3 separate regions of the Mus musculus genome follow, and regions 1 and 2 are each linked to region 3. The links are chromatin contacts, called in public HiChIP or PLAC-seq and promoter capture Hi-C maps. All regions are on one chromosome and are shown on one strand. The core of a region is the stretch at or near the end of the contact, and the rest is flanking DNA. Distances in the headings are between cores, read along the strand shown.

Evidence for each region. HiChIP or PLAC-seq counts read pairs in DNA pulled down with a chosen protein or histone mark. Capture Hi-C pulls out chosen DNA fragments and counts their contacts.
Region 1: an H3K4me3 HiChIP or PLAC-seq map of bone marrow-derived macrophages shows a contact between it and region 3, with 4 times the contacts expected there. The contact joins the enhancer-like site here to the promoter of Trerf1 in region 3. A contact is called at or near these places in 8 of 484 Hi-C or Micro-C datasets (the BV-2 cell line, embryonic fibroblasts, embryonic stem cells and 2 more) and 4 of 115 datasets of contacts at active chromatin or transcription factors (bone marrow-derived macrophages, microglia and stem cell-derived neural progenitor cells).
Region 2: a promoter capture Hi-C map of adipose tissue shows a contact between it and region 3, with 2.3 times the contacts expected there. The contact joins the promoter of Mrps10 here to the promoter of Trerf1 in region 3. A contact is called at or near these places in 1 of 15 datasets of contacts at CTCF or cohesin (the NIH/3T3 cell line), 1 of 484 Hi-C or Micro-C datasets (nephron progenitors), 6 of 115 datasets of contacts at active chromatin or transcription factors (the SCID.adh cell line, bone marrow-derived macrophages and embryonic stem cells) and 3 of 9 other capture datasets (adipose tissue, embryonic stem cells and pancreatic islet).

The regions. Positions count from the first base shown.
Region 1 is chr17:47,052,695-47,057,240 of GRCm38.p6, reverse strand. No RefSeq gene overlaps it. Among named protein-coding and RNA genes, the nearest start is that of Ubr2, 44 kb to the right of the region's middle. Within about 2 kb of position 2,395, at least 59 of the 459 cell types and tissues checked have an H3K27ac peak or open chromatin away from gene starts, as enhancers often do. A contact at or near this core is called in bone marrow-derived macrophages, microglia and myeloid progenitors, where this site is marked.
Region 2 is chr17:47,366,453-47,371,233 of GRCm38.p6, reverse strand. Mrps10 (mitochondrial ribosomal protein S10) reads right to left here and starts at 2,347. Exons shown (of 7, transcript NM_001146212.1): 1 at 2,280-2,347. The coding sequence starts at 2,327.
Region 3 is chr17:47,228,980-47,233,718 of GRCm38.p6, reverse strand. It overlaps Trerf1 (transcriptional regulating factor 1), which reads right to left and starts at 3,489. Exons shown (of 17, transcript NM_172622.3): 1 at 3,403-3,489.

The DNA.
Region 1 (4,546 bases), core at 1,146-3,645, 180 kb after region 3:
GGGTTGTTTCTTTATTATGATGCTGCTGGCCAATCGTGCATTAGGAGTTTCACAGACTTATCTAGCAATAGCGATTTAAAAACAACAACAACAACAACAAAAAGTTTTATGTGGGGGTAAGTGTTCTGTAATCTGAAAGTCTTCCAATTTTTCTGTCAAACACCACCCCCTGCGCACACACACACACACACACACCGTTTCATTGTTTCTGAGAGCATCTTACAGCGCTGCCTAGCTGGCGTTAGATTCCTGACCTCCCTCCTCAGCCTCCTGAGTGTGAGCCACCAGGCTAGACTTTGCCTTTGGTTTGTCTTTTGTTTTGTAATGGGGTTGGTCAGTATCCGTTACTTTTCTGTTGCTGGGATAAAATACTATGACCAAAGGCAACTCATGGAAGAGTTTCTCCTGCCTCAAGCTTCCAGGAGTTCCAGAGAGCTCCATGCCCATAATGGTGGGGATGGCATGGAGAGGGAGGAGCCTGAGACCGCATCCTAATCGCACACTGGAAGCCGAAAGAGCAAGCAGGAAGTGGAGTGAGGCTATAAATTCTCCAAGCCCTCCCCCAATGACGTACTTCCTTCTGCAAGGCTCCACCTCCCAAAGTTCCCTCCACCAATAGAGAACCAAGTATTTAGATACATGGGTCGGGGGGGGGGGGTCTCATTAAAGCCACCAGAAGGCCACACTGTGCCATCCAAGCCACTCTCAGATTCCTAGGCTCACGTGATCATCTTGTCTCAGTCTCCCAAGCAGCTAGGGTGACAAAAACATACCACCAAGTTCAGCTGCCCTACATCTTGCCAAAACTAAATCGTTTTTCTGGATGTGGGACTTTCAGACTAAACTGGGAGATGTCCAAAGCAAACGGGACCAAGGAGTCACTGTGGCTGTCAGGTTCTTCGGACTGTGTGGGAGACATGTGCAGTTCACACAGGGATGCCGGGCTGTGTGTGGAGTCACAGTCGATGCTCTTGTGAGTGGATGTGTGTGCTGAATTGTCCTCTAGGGAACCCTGGTGTGCTAGAATCGTGAAGAAAAGTTGGATTAGGCACTGGGGAGTTGGTTCGCTCTGGAAAGTGTATGCCATGCAGGCATGAGGACCAGAGTTCGGATTCTCGTCACAAACATAAAAACCAAGGCTCTGGTATAGCTCCAGGCTCTCAGGGATTGGGCAGAGACAGGAGGATCCCTGGGGCTCCCTGGCCAGCCAGGCTAGCCAGGGAGCCCCAGGTTCATTTAAAGATTCTGTCTGAAAGAATAATAAGGTAAGAGGCTGGTGGGATGGGTCAGTGTATAAGGGTGTTCATCACCAACTGGGATAATATGAGTTGAATCTCTGAAGCCCAATGGGGGAATCTCTTCTGGCCTCCTAGTGCACTGTGGCATGCAAGGTCTACAAACATGTATGTATGTATGTATGTATGTATGTATGTATGTATGTATGTATGTTTGCACCTGTGCTCTCTCTCTCTCTTTCTGTCTCTCTCTCTCTCTCACACACACACACACACACACCCCAAATAAATGAATAAATAAGCATTTAAAATTTTTTAAGGGCCGGTGAGATGGCTCAGTGGGTAAGAGCCCCCGACTGCTCTTCTGAAGGTCCAAAGTTCAAATCCCAGCAACCACATGGTGGCTCACAACCATCCATAATGAGATCTGACTCCCTCTTCTGGTGTGTCTGAAGACAGCTACAGTGTACTTACATATAATAAAAATAAATCTTAAAAAAATTTTTTTTAAGGTGGAGAAGCAATTGAAGAGGGTACCTGACACCTGCCTCTGGCCTACACATGGGCACTCTGTGCGCACAAGAATGTCTCTCCGCACATACACAAGTGCATGTGAAATGAAAGGAGTCTGCTTTAGCAGAGGAGTGGAGGTACTTGACAAGACTGAAGAACTGGAAGGACCGGTATGGACCGGGATTCCAGATTTCAGGAATCAGAGAGGCACTGTAGGGCAGAGACCCAGCCCCCAGCCTGGCAAGATAGAGTCCTGGTACCACGGGCTTGGGAACCAGAATCAGGTTTCAAGCAGAAAATCTCCTTAGGGACTAAGGCTCAGGGTATCGCTCGGCTCTGGAGTTTCCAAGAGTGAACAATTAGGAATGGAGAGATGCACTAAGAGGCTCTGTCCTAAAGCCTCAAAGAGGGCTACCAAGATGGTTCTGTGGATAAAGGTGCTTGCTACCAAGCCTGACAACCTGAGTTCGATTCTGAGGACCCACAGAGTGGAAAAGAAAGAACCGGCTCCCTCAAGTTGTCCTATGACCGCCACATTCATGGACGCATAAATAAATAATAAATAAATAAGGCATTCATGAGACCATGTGAAAAATCACACACAGCCAGCCTGGTTCTCCTTTCCTTAAGCTGCCTGCCTGCCAGTGCTAATTTTAGTGTCAGGGCAGTCTAGAGAAGCGGCTCCCACCGGTTCCTGCCAGTTCAGACTGCGCATTGTTCTTTCGTTTCCTGAAATATCTAACTTTGCATTTCTTTAAAAAAAAATACTACCCCCAATATGCATTGGGATAAAATTAGATCATGAAGAAAAATGTAACGACGAAAGCAAAAGTTCCTGCAATTGCTCTCGATTTAACTGGCTGTTGACGTTTCTGTGTTCTGTCCCGCTCATAGGGAGCCACTGACTTTGTCTCTGGAAGTTCAACTGTGTGTGATTTCTTTTGGGAAGGGTGAGGTATAAGGGTTCCACAGTACTAGCCAACCAGACTGGCATGGCATCTGAGATCGTCCCAGCTCAGCCTTCCAAACGCTGGCATTCTGGCGTGCATCACCACATTCGACTCCAAATGTCATTTTTGGATGGTGGGCGGGGTGGGGTGGGGGTTGTTTGTTTGTTTGATTGCTTGTTTGTTTGTTTGTTTGTTTGTGTGATTGTTTCATTTTGTCTTGAAACAGGATCTCAAAGTGATACAGTCTGGCCTCAAACTCACTATGCAACTAATCGGCCTTAACTCTCTTCCGGTCTGTCTCTCAAGCTAGGGTTACAAACATGTGACATTATGCCTGGCTTGCTAAATGCCTTTTCTAACTGAGTTGGTTGGTTGGTTGGTTAGTTAGTTGGTTTGTTAGTTAGTTGGTTAGTTAGTTGGTTAGTTACATACTTATTTAGTTAGTTGAAACACAGTCTCCTATAGGTCTGCCTGCCCTCAAACTTGCACAGTAGCTGAAGTTAACCTTGAACTCCTCATCCTTCTGTCTCCACCTCTCAAGTTCTGGAAGCCTGCATCACCCTACCCCACCTTAATATATTGTTTTAACATAACATTTGCTGAAAACTTTTTCCGCCTCAATAAATAGTATCTATATCAGCATCAGATGCCAGCTCACCAGAACCTAGTCTTATCTGGGAGATGGAATTCTGGCCATGCCTGTCAAGGGCGGGCTTGATTGAGTTAATGTGAGAAGACTCTTCCTAACCATGGGTGGGAGTGTTCCCTAGGCAGCGGATCCTGGACTACACAGAGCGGAGAACAGTGAGCTAAGTCGTGGCCAGCATACACACACACTGCTTCTCCGCTGTGCATGGGATGCAGCCAGCTCCTCCGAGCTCCAGGTGCCTTGGCTTCCCCCACTCCTCCTGCTCCATGGCAGTCTGTAACTTGAGCTGTGAGTCTGAGTAAACCTTTCTCCCTTAAGTTGCTTTTGTTAGAGTATTTAACAACAGCAACAGGAAAAGAAGCTAAGATACATACTGTTTCCTTAAACTGACAGTCAAAATAAGGGTACAACAGTCCCTCTAGGGTTCACTGGGTTCTGAGTTATGAACTTGCCTTAGCCCTCCCTTCAATAAATATAACTGAAAGGACAGTGTCTACATCTATTCTTTTGAAGATTTATTATTTTATTTATGTGTATGTGAGTGTGCATGTTCCTGTGTATATGCAGGTGCCCCCAGAGACCAAAGGAGAGCATCAGATCCCCTGGAGCTGGCATTACAGGCACTTTGTGAGTTGCCACATGTGGGTGCTGGGAACCAAACTCTGGCTGTCCCCTGCATGAGCAGGAGGTGCCCTTGACTTAAGAGCCATGTCTCCTAAATTTATTTTTAGCTGACACATTTAGAGATTAAGAGGCAGATCCTGAAGCCTGGCATGGTGGCACACATCTTTAATATCAGCACTGGGGAGGCAGAGACAGGTTTGGTAGGTTTGAGGGCAGTCAGGTCTACATAGTGAATTCCAGGATAGCCAGAGCTAATAGTGAGACCCTGTTTATAGATAGATAGATAGATAGATAGATAGATAGATAGATAGATAGATAGATAGATAATTGATAGATAGATAGATAGATAGATAGATAATTGATAGATAGATAGATAGATAGATAGATAGATAGATAGATAGATAGATAGACAGACAGACAGCAGGTTCTAGAGTTTGGTTGCCTGGATTCAAATGCTTTCTTTTTCAGCTCTTTTCTTTCCTTTCTCCAGCTGTTCATTTTCATCTGAAAATAGGAACCATAGTGAGGTCTACAGGGTAAGATTGCCACAAGGACCCCTTTTGCGTGCCCAACAG
Region 2 (4,781 bases), core at 1,098-3,597, 140 kb before region 3:
ACACCAGGCTCAGTGCAGAGTATGCGTGGTCACCCACACACTCAGACAGTAAGCTCTCCTACACAGTAACTCGGATGCTAAGAAGCATGGCGCTTCCCAGTCACATTCTTCCTCTGAAATAGCTTTGACTCCTGGGGTGGGGGTTGCATGAGGCACGACCTGGCCTCCAACTGGAGAGATGGGCAAGCCTTGAGCGTCCGCTATGTCTGACTTCACCTCCCAAGTGCTGGCTGCGAACCATCGTGTGCAGCTTTGTTTTTTAAGGCCTTGGACATGCACAGATCTGGCTGGATAAAATTTTTCTCACAAGTGCAAACAACTCTGTCTCTAGCATTCTAATTTTTAAAAAAGTCTACATCTGTGAGTGTTTCTACATGCATGTACCTGCATGTACGAGAGTGTGGAGGCTAGAAGCTGTTGGGTGTCATTAAGGAAGGATCTCATTGGCCCCAAGTCTCAACTTTTCTTGGCTAGTCTGGAAGGCCAAAAGCTTCAGCGGACCCATGAGCCCCTGGAGCCTCCCCTTGACAGCCTGGTGCTGGCACCCGAACCCCAGACTTGTGCAAGTGCTCTTAACTACTGCAGCCCTAGCCCCTCAATTTTTTTTTTCTTTTTTTGTTTTGTTTTTCGAGAAAGGGTTTCTCTGTATAGCCCTGGCTATCCTGGAACTCACTTTGTAGACCAGGCTGGCCTCGAGCTCAGAAATCCACCTGCCTCTGCCTCTCAAGTGCTGAGATTAAAGGTGTACACCACCACCACGCCCGGCTTGATATTTTTCCTAAGGTAAGTGATTATACAAGTGTGGGCCAGGGCTGCCCATGAATTCTTAAGATACTCTCGGGAGGCCTGAAACCAAAACTCACCATGACATTACTCAAGACTTTTCTGCTCTCATTCTCCATTTGGTGTTCAGTGGAGTCTTCCAGAGCTGCGTGGGTTGTACCATCTAGTAAAAGATGGTATGCGAAAACTAACGAGAGAAAAGCTGCCTTTGCTGGAAGGCTGCGTCCCAGGCTTACTCTTCTTCAAATTTGCTTCTGCTTTGGAAAGCAGGCTTTCTAAAGTGTTAACTAACCTGGGACGATATCGAGGCTGGAGTGATGGCTCGGCAACCCTAGCAGACCACTCGAGTCCCACAGAAGGCTACAAATGGGCTTCAGTGGCAGAACCCTTGTCTGGTGTAAGCAAGGCCCTGGGTTCAATCTCTAGTATGAAAAACAAACTTTTTGGAATCTTTGATCCTTTTTTTTTTCGAGACAGGGTTTCTCTGTGTAGCCCCGGCTGTCCTGGAACTCACTTTGTAGACCAGGCTGGCCTTGAACTCAGAAATCCGCCTGCCTCTGCCTCCCGAGTGCTGGGATTAAAGGCGTGCGCCTCTTGCTTTGGCCTCTCAAGGGCTGGTATTACAGGTGTGGGCCACCACCTCTGGGTTACATGCTGCTGTGGGGCCGACAGGGCCAGCTTTAGGCATTAGGCCCTTGAGCAACCGAGCCACAGTGTCAGCTCTTCCTTTTTTAAAGAATTCGTTTATTTTGGGACAGGGCCTCAATATGCAAGCCAGGTTTTACAAGTAATGCTATTTCAGGGTCAGCCATCTGACCCAGTTCTGAGCATTATTTTCAAAACTACTAAATGACCATTGAGAAGAGTCACAAAAGTTTCAAGACCAAAGTTCTTGAGAACAGCCTGGTTTTTTTGTTTTTAATTTAAATTATTTTTGTGATAGGATCTCAATACATAACCTGGCTGTCTTCGAACCCAGAAGTTCGTCCGCCTGCCTCCTTTCCCCAGTGCTGTGATTCATGCCATGCGAACTCCAGGCAAGTTTTCCTTTTTCAAAGACCCTCTCGAGGGAGATCTGACCCATTCCCCTGACCTGGGAGCTCTCGGGTCACCTCCTCAGCCGTGGAGGCGAGCAGGGCGTCCCAGTGGGGCTGCACCGGGGCTTTATGTGACCCAGCGTTTGCTGGCTCGGTTCCTAAGAATCCGAGACCAGCGTTGTCTTCTCTGAGCTCACGGTTTCCATGGCCCTCTCTACCGTGGAGGGAGGGCTCTGAACGCGTTTTCCTCATCCTTCCTGCTCTGACGTCTTACGGTTCTCGCTCCCGTCTTGCCAATTTATGTAGGGTCCCTCGAGAGAAAAACCTGCCCTTTTCTTGTCACTTTCTAATAACTTCCTCCAACGGAGGATGACTCCGTACGGGTCGGGCAGAGGGTGGCAGCGAGACTCGACGATGACGGCGCCGTCGGCAGCCGGGACCCCACGCCCACCCCTTTACCTGCTGCAGGCGCCGGCACAGAGCCACACACGCTGCGCGCGCCGCCATCTTGGTGCCCTGATCGCCCAGGACCGCTTCCGGGGTCACAGCATTGTTCGCGAACCATAGAGTTCGAAAAGGAAAGAGTGTCTCCTGTGTTCCGACACTGAAACAACCATAGAGACGGTGCTCCTTGAATTTTTTTAAAATTATATTTTAAATTTTCTATTTTCTTATTTATTTACTTATTTATTATTCACTCATTCATTTAAGGTTTTGAGTGGATGCGTCGCTTCCGCCGTCTGGATAAACTCCCAGGTTCTATCTATACGCTGTCTATCCTAAGATCCTATTTGTCTTGGGTGGTTCTGTTTGCTTAGAGACAAACACAACAGAAATACTTGGGAAGGAAGTTGCTGCTGCTACTGAGTCCAAATTCTAACATTTTACCTTATTGCAAAAGGCGTTTCATTCTTAAACTTTGTTCACACCATCGGAATGCCAGGCTTGTTAATGGATTTTTCTAAATTGTGTTTTTCAAAATGCCTTCCCATGCAATTTAGCATAATGGAAGCTCCACACTTAGGCGCTCTGGTTTCTATTTAGGTGGGTGACTTGATCAAATTTCTTCCGTACTTTGAACCCCCTTTTTTTTTTTTTTTTTCTTTCACTTGCCAAGTAGAGATGAGAACAAATCATACTTGCAGTAGAGGATTAAATGAGATTAAAATGCTACATGATAAATGTCATCCTGAATTTGTGACATCTCTTCTACATCCTGGGCCTTAAGAGGTTGTTGGGAAAATGAATAAGGGTCAACTTAATGCGAATGAAACAAAGTATATGTCTTAGTAAGGGTTTCTATTGCTGCTACAAAACAACATGATCAAAAAGCAAGCTGGGGAGGAAAGGGTTTATTTGGCTTGCACTTCCAGATCACAGTCCATCACTGGAGGAAGTCAGGACAGGAACTCAAGCAGAGCTGGAATCTGGAGGCAGGAGCTGATGCAGAGGCCATGGAGGGGTCCTGCTTACTGGCTTGCTTCCCATGGCTTGCTCAATCTGCCTTCTAATAGAACCCAGAACTACCAACCCAGGAATGGCAGCACCCACAGTAGGCTGGGCCCTCCCCCACAGATCAGCAGTTGTGAAAATGCCTTACAGTTGGATCGTATGGAGATATGTCTTCAACTGAGGCTCCTTCCTCTCCAGTGACTCCAGCTTGGGTCAAGTTGACACACAAAACTAGCCAATACTATATCTCCATAAACCATCATGCCAATGTAAAGCTGGGTCTCCCACAAGCAGGCATTAATTCTTATTTGGCAGGCCAGAGAACTAAGCAAAGGGTAGAATGTCCAGATGGCACAACTGATGAGAGATTTATGAATATGGACCACTTTCCTGCCCCTCAGGCGGGCCTATATGTGATCTCTATATGGAAACAGAATCTTTAACTAGTGTGTGGCTGGATTTGGCTATGCCCTACCTGCACAGGCAACCCAGAAGTGTCCTCAGAATTAGCTCTGGTGGCCCCTCTCAGCCAATGATCTGTTCTGACAGTACCCCAACCTTAATCTCTTTACTACCTCTAGACTTTGCATCCATCTCTCCGTATGGTCCTTCATGATGGCTTCTCACCCAGCCTCCAGTCCTTCTGGGTGGTCTCAGCTCAGGGAGTCTACTGCACCCCTAACTAGGGAATGACTCTCACTTAGGATACCTAATCTTATGCTCACAGAAGTAATTGTATCATAATTTTAAGGTGAGGTTCAGAGCCAAGTTGACTTGGCCAACGTCATATGGTGAGGTCCAGCTGAACCCGTAGCCACCTTCACAATCCTAGTTCAAGGACTGTACTACTCTTACAGTGGGCTGTTTCTGTCTATGATGATGTTCAGTGTTGATGTCTCTTTTGGATGAGAAGACTTTAGGTACCCTCCTGCCCACCCCACTTCACAGAGAAAGTTTGATTGACTTGGTTTTATGACTTGGCAGCATGATCTGCTAATTGGAACCAGAGAGGTGTGCTCTAAGCAGCCTTCACTACTAGATGTCCTCTCCTTGAAGGCCCCGGTCTTTGTTTCCATGGATTCTCTCAGCTGAGATTCAGATCTTCCAGGGCTGCTTGTGGCCACTGAAGCTGTGTTTGCATCATTAGATTTCTCCACATCTTATGCTTGAATGTGGTGCTTTTCTGAGAACCCCTCGTTTTCCTCTCCTAAGTCATGAGTCATAAAACTACATTTCAGTGTAATGCCTGAGTGGCAAGTGCAGAAGTTAGGGTCTTAGTTAAGATTTCTATTGCCATGATGAACACCATGATCAAAGCAACTTTGGGGGAAAAAGTTTATTTGGCTTACACTTGCATATTACTGTTCATCATCAAAGGAAGTCAGGGCAGGAACTCAAGCAGGGAAGAACCTGGAGGTAGGGGTTGATGCAGATGCTATGATGCCCTGATGGGATGCAAGCATACTGGTTTGTTCTTTAGCCTGCTTTCTTATAGAACCCAGGACCACC
Region 3 (4,739 bases), core at 2,240-4,739:
CCTCCCCAAATACATTCTAATAAAAACACTTTAATTTAAAAAAAAATCCATAAACACTAAATATTTTAGTACTTTTATTTACCTTATCCCTGGGAGAGCTAACTAACCAGGGGCAGACAATTTATTTGGAGTGAAGAGAGTTAATTTGCTGGATTAAAGATTCACAGGAATTCAAGGAGGTGACAGAGTCTGAGATATATGACACTAATAAAAGTAACATTTATTGGACCAGCCAGCGGGCTAAGCACTTGATTGGATTACCTCAGTAAAGCAGTGGCTATTCTTACCCCCATTTTATAGATGTGGTTATAAATGAGAGACTTCATCACAGCCATTTAATCTTCGCCAACCTAGAATCCCGAGTTCACTGTTTACTCTGGCTATAAAAAGGGTTGAATTAGCAAATTAGAAATGGAAGGCATAGTTAGCTTAGCAGATTGACGATCCGACACCCCCAGGCTTGCCGAAACCCAGATGTTCCCTGCTGCTGCCAATGGGACTTCCTGGGAGAGCTCTGCTGATAAGTACACTGGCCAGGAGTGGGGTCTGTGCCTGCCATGCAGGCAGACGAACCTGAGGTTAACCCCAGCACTGATGCAGGGCCTTCTGTCACCCCCAACCTCTGCACTTGACCAATGAAAGTTCTACTCTCATTGGCTAAGAGGCTTTTAGAGAAAGAAATACAGAGCTGACCCCCAAGTATCACTGCAGAGACGGGATGGCTGGCCCTGTGCAAGCGGCTTGGGTTCCTCCAATCTATTGTTTTGTTTCTGTTTTCTCTCTCTCTCTCTCTCTCTCTCTCTCTCTCTCTCTCTCTCTCTCTCTCTCTTTCTCTTTCATTCTTTTTCTTCCACTATGTGGGCTGTCCTGCAATTCATTCTGTAGACCAGGCTTGCCTTGAACTCACAGAGATCCATCTGCCTCTGCCTCCCGAGGGCTGGGATTAAAGGCGTGCACCACTACACCCGGTTCACCTTCGTCTTTTTTCTTAACTTTGAGAAGGACAAGATTTTTATTGCTCTTTCTGCACCTTCCAGTCAATGGTCCAAACTGCTGACCTAATTGTACAGTTTCACTCCCTCAAACACTAAACGTTTTCTGCTCTGGTGCTGGGGACGGGACCCAGGGTCTCCAGCACGCAAGGCAAGCCTCTCTGTGCTGCTTCCCAGGAGGACACATGGCTTAGACACTAAAACAGAAACCGCCCGGGAGACCAGCATCCTCCAGCCTTGTTGGGCGCAGTTTCCACCTGTTCCTGAGATTGAGTTCCAGCAACTACTTGGTTCTAACCGGTAGACTCCATGTTCTCTGTGTGCAGCCCAACCAGGCTCCCTAGCCTTTCAGATGCCTGTAGGATGGGAGGGAGACAGCACACTGAGGAGCTCATTCGTGATGCCATTTTCCTGGTTCTTCCTGTCTGCAGCCCGCTGTGGAGCCCCTTGACCTAGGGTTCCCATTCAGACCCTCTGTACTCTCTTCCTTTCGGACCAGGTCTGGAAACAGTCTCATGCCCTTGCTGGCGGGGGATGCCTCAAGTCTCCCTTACTAGATTTTCCTTGCCTTGCCATTACACCATTATCCAGCACTTGCTACATGATAGAACCCCTGGACACAACAGCATAAATATTCGATCAAAATCAGTCACAGTATAAGAGAAATAATGTAAGCAGCTGAGTCCGTCAAAAGGAACATCTAAGGGGTCTCAGTTGGTAGATAAGAATAATCACATAGAATTCCCAAATCCACGGCTTGTTCCCTAGCACCATATAAACTAGAGTTGGTGGCATGGTAGAAGCACTTGGGAGGCAGAGGAAGTTCAAGGGCATCCTTACTACATGGGGAATTTGAGCTACAAGGACCTTGTCTCAAACAACAAAACAAAACAGCAGCAAACAAAGCGCCGACTCTGAGGATGTGGTAAAGAACCGTTGCCTCTTGCTAAGCCAGGAGTATAGCTTAAAGTTAAAGGTGGAAGTGGAGAGGCGGCCCAGAGATTAAGAGCATCTGCTGTTTCTGCACAGGACTTGGGCTTGGTTCCCGGCACACAGCATGGTGGCTCACAGCCCCCTGTAACGTCAGGTCCAGGGGATCTGAGGCAAAATACCTATACACAGAAAATAAAGAAATCTTCTAAAGTTGAAGGTTCTGCTTGTACATAAGACCCTTCTGGGAGATCCTCTGAAAGGCCAAGCAAAGAATGATAGCCATGTGCCTGTTCTCTAGAGGGAGAAAGCAATGTCTCCTAGCCAAAGATGACAAACACTAGAGATGTTCAGACCCTCTGGGACTCACGGTTCGGGGAGCGTGATATAGCTGGCCACACTGTAGACCCAGTCAGGGAACAGAATGTGATGAATTCCAATGTGGCCCCCCATCTCTGTTCTCCCAGCTCAGAAAGGGTCTCCTAAAGTCCAGGCTGGCCTTGAACTCACGATGAAACCGGAGGATGACCTTGAACTCTGATCCTCCTGCCTCCACCACCAAGTGCCAAGATGGGGCCACCACGTGCACGCAGCTCCTTTTCTTCTTTTTCATTCAGCCTGGTAGCACAGCTCTGAGATGGCACCACCCACAGTCAAGCTGAATCTTCCCTTCTCAGATATACCTCTCAGGAAATGTCTTCGCCAGCATTCACACAAGAGTCTTCAAGCTGATTCTACACGGCCATCGAGCTGACGGCCATGATTGACCGGCAGGGCATGGAGAAGTGGTTCGGCAGGTTAAGAGCATGTATTGCCTTAGCAGAGGGCCAGAGTTTGGCTCTCAGAACTCACACCACAGCTGCCCAGAACTGGCTCTAGAGGATCCAGCACCCTCTTCTGGCAGCTATGGGTACTACAATCATGTGCGCAAATCCACACACATAAGTTGACACATAGATAAAAATAAATTCTTTTTTTTTTTTTTTTTTTTTCCGAGATAGGGTTTCTCGGTATAGCCCTGGCTGTCCTGGAACTCACTCTGTAGACCAGGCTGGCCTCGAACTCAGAAATCCACCTGCCTCTGCCTCCCGAGTGCTGGGATTAAAGGCATGCACCACCACGCCCGGCTCAAAAATAAATTCTTACAGCATACTCACCAAAACTACAACTCCCCATTAACACATACCCCAGTCCACACGGTGCCTCCCAAATGCCCCACTCAGTCCACAAATAACTTTTTATAGCTCTGAAAACACAGACAGTATCTGCCCTACTCCGGATAATGCTAAAAACCCACATGTGTGTTCGCTGCCCATTTCCTAGAGATGATTTTCCCAAAACCTGTGGGAATCCAGGATCACAACAGCCCTTCTGCTTTTCCTAGGTGCTTCCCACAACAGCAGGCATTAGATGGACAACCACAGGCCCCTCCCTGGCCAACAATCACATGCTCTGACTGCAAGAACCTGAGAGGAGTTACCTGTTTCAGGGTTGAGACCGCTGGTGAGCCCTTCAGGGTAGTCTTGCTCCCGTGTCTTCCTCCTTCACTGACCTCTGGAGCTGGAGCCTGTAGAAGCAACCCAAACAACATATTTAGGAAACCTGGCTCGGACGAGGGTACAGGTAGCCAACATGAGGCTGGGGCTGGGGAGGAAGCCAGGGTTAGCTTGGGTGGGCCATTCTGAGAGGCCCCAGAGCCATTGCTGAGGAAGGGGTCTGGGATAGGCCAGGACTTAGGAGAGTCGAGCTGGGGATTGGGATGTTTGATTGGGCCTCTGGTGAGACAGCATGTAGCCGGATAGGTGTGGAACAAAGCCACTTGTCAGAGTTTTTTTTTTTTTTCCTTGAGTAATTGTCGTCCCAGAGGCTCACTGCCTCAGTCTGCTAACCCAGGCCTAGCTCTGGAAGCTTCTAGCCTCTGTAAAATATTATCTAAACCTAGAGTGTCTTCAGCCTCTGAGACTGACTGCTGAGTAAGCTTACCCTTTCCAGGGCTTTCTGAGCTCTGCTGGCTGAGCTGTTCTGGCTCAAACTCCTCTCCAGGCTGACTGATTCTGTCTGGCTTCTCTCAGCTTCTCCTGAATTGCTCTGCTTGGCCTCAAACTAACTCTGACAGTTATGTTCTAATCTTCTGGCTCCTTCTCACTCTCTGGCTCTTTCTGTCTTTACCTGGGTCTAGCTTGTTCTCTCTCTGCAACCTGTCTCTGAACAAACCACCCATTAAAACTGCCTCCTCTGCACCGCTCTCTCTTCTTGGGAAACTTGGGCCGATCCTATTCTGTCAAATCTTTCTCTGATTAGTCACTTTGTCTGCCACTCAATCAGACATCACTTTTAAACATGGCTGCTTCCTTCGACAAACTAACTTTACGTTCATTGTTGGGGATTAAAGCTGTGTGCTAAGGGTGTGTCTGCTGAGCCACCCCACAACTAGAAACAGCCCCCCCCACTTCAGTAAATAACATAACCCCATTGTTCACAGTATGATCACCTCAGGGTTTATAATGTGATCAAATATCCTGCAACACCCAGAGTCACCCAGCCTAGGTTCTTCTTCCCTTCATGTTCCACACCTAATCCTCCAGTGAATGACGTCAGTATTAACTGTAAAGCACTTCTGAAGTCGGGTCATTTCTTACCACCTCTGCAGCCACTCTGACTTCAGTAGCTAGCGGCACATACTCAGTGCAGTGACCAGCTCACTGATGCTGTCGGAGCCTTGTGTTGTGGAAATACAGAGCGTGGCACATTGTAGGTGCCGGGGGTGGGGTGGGGGTGGGGGGAACAGTCGAAAGATTTATCGTGGATCAAAGGAAG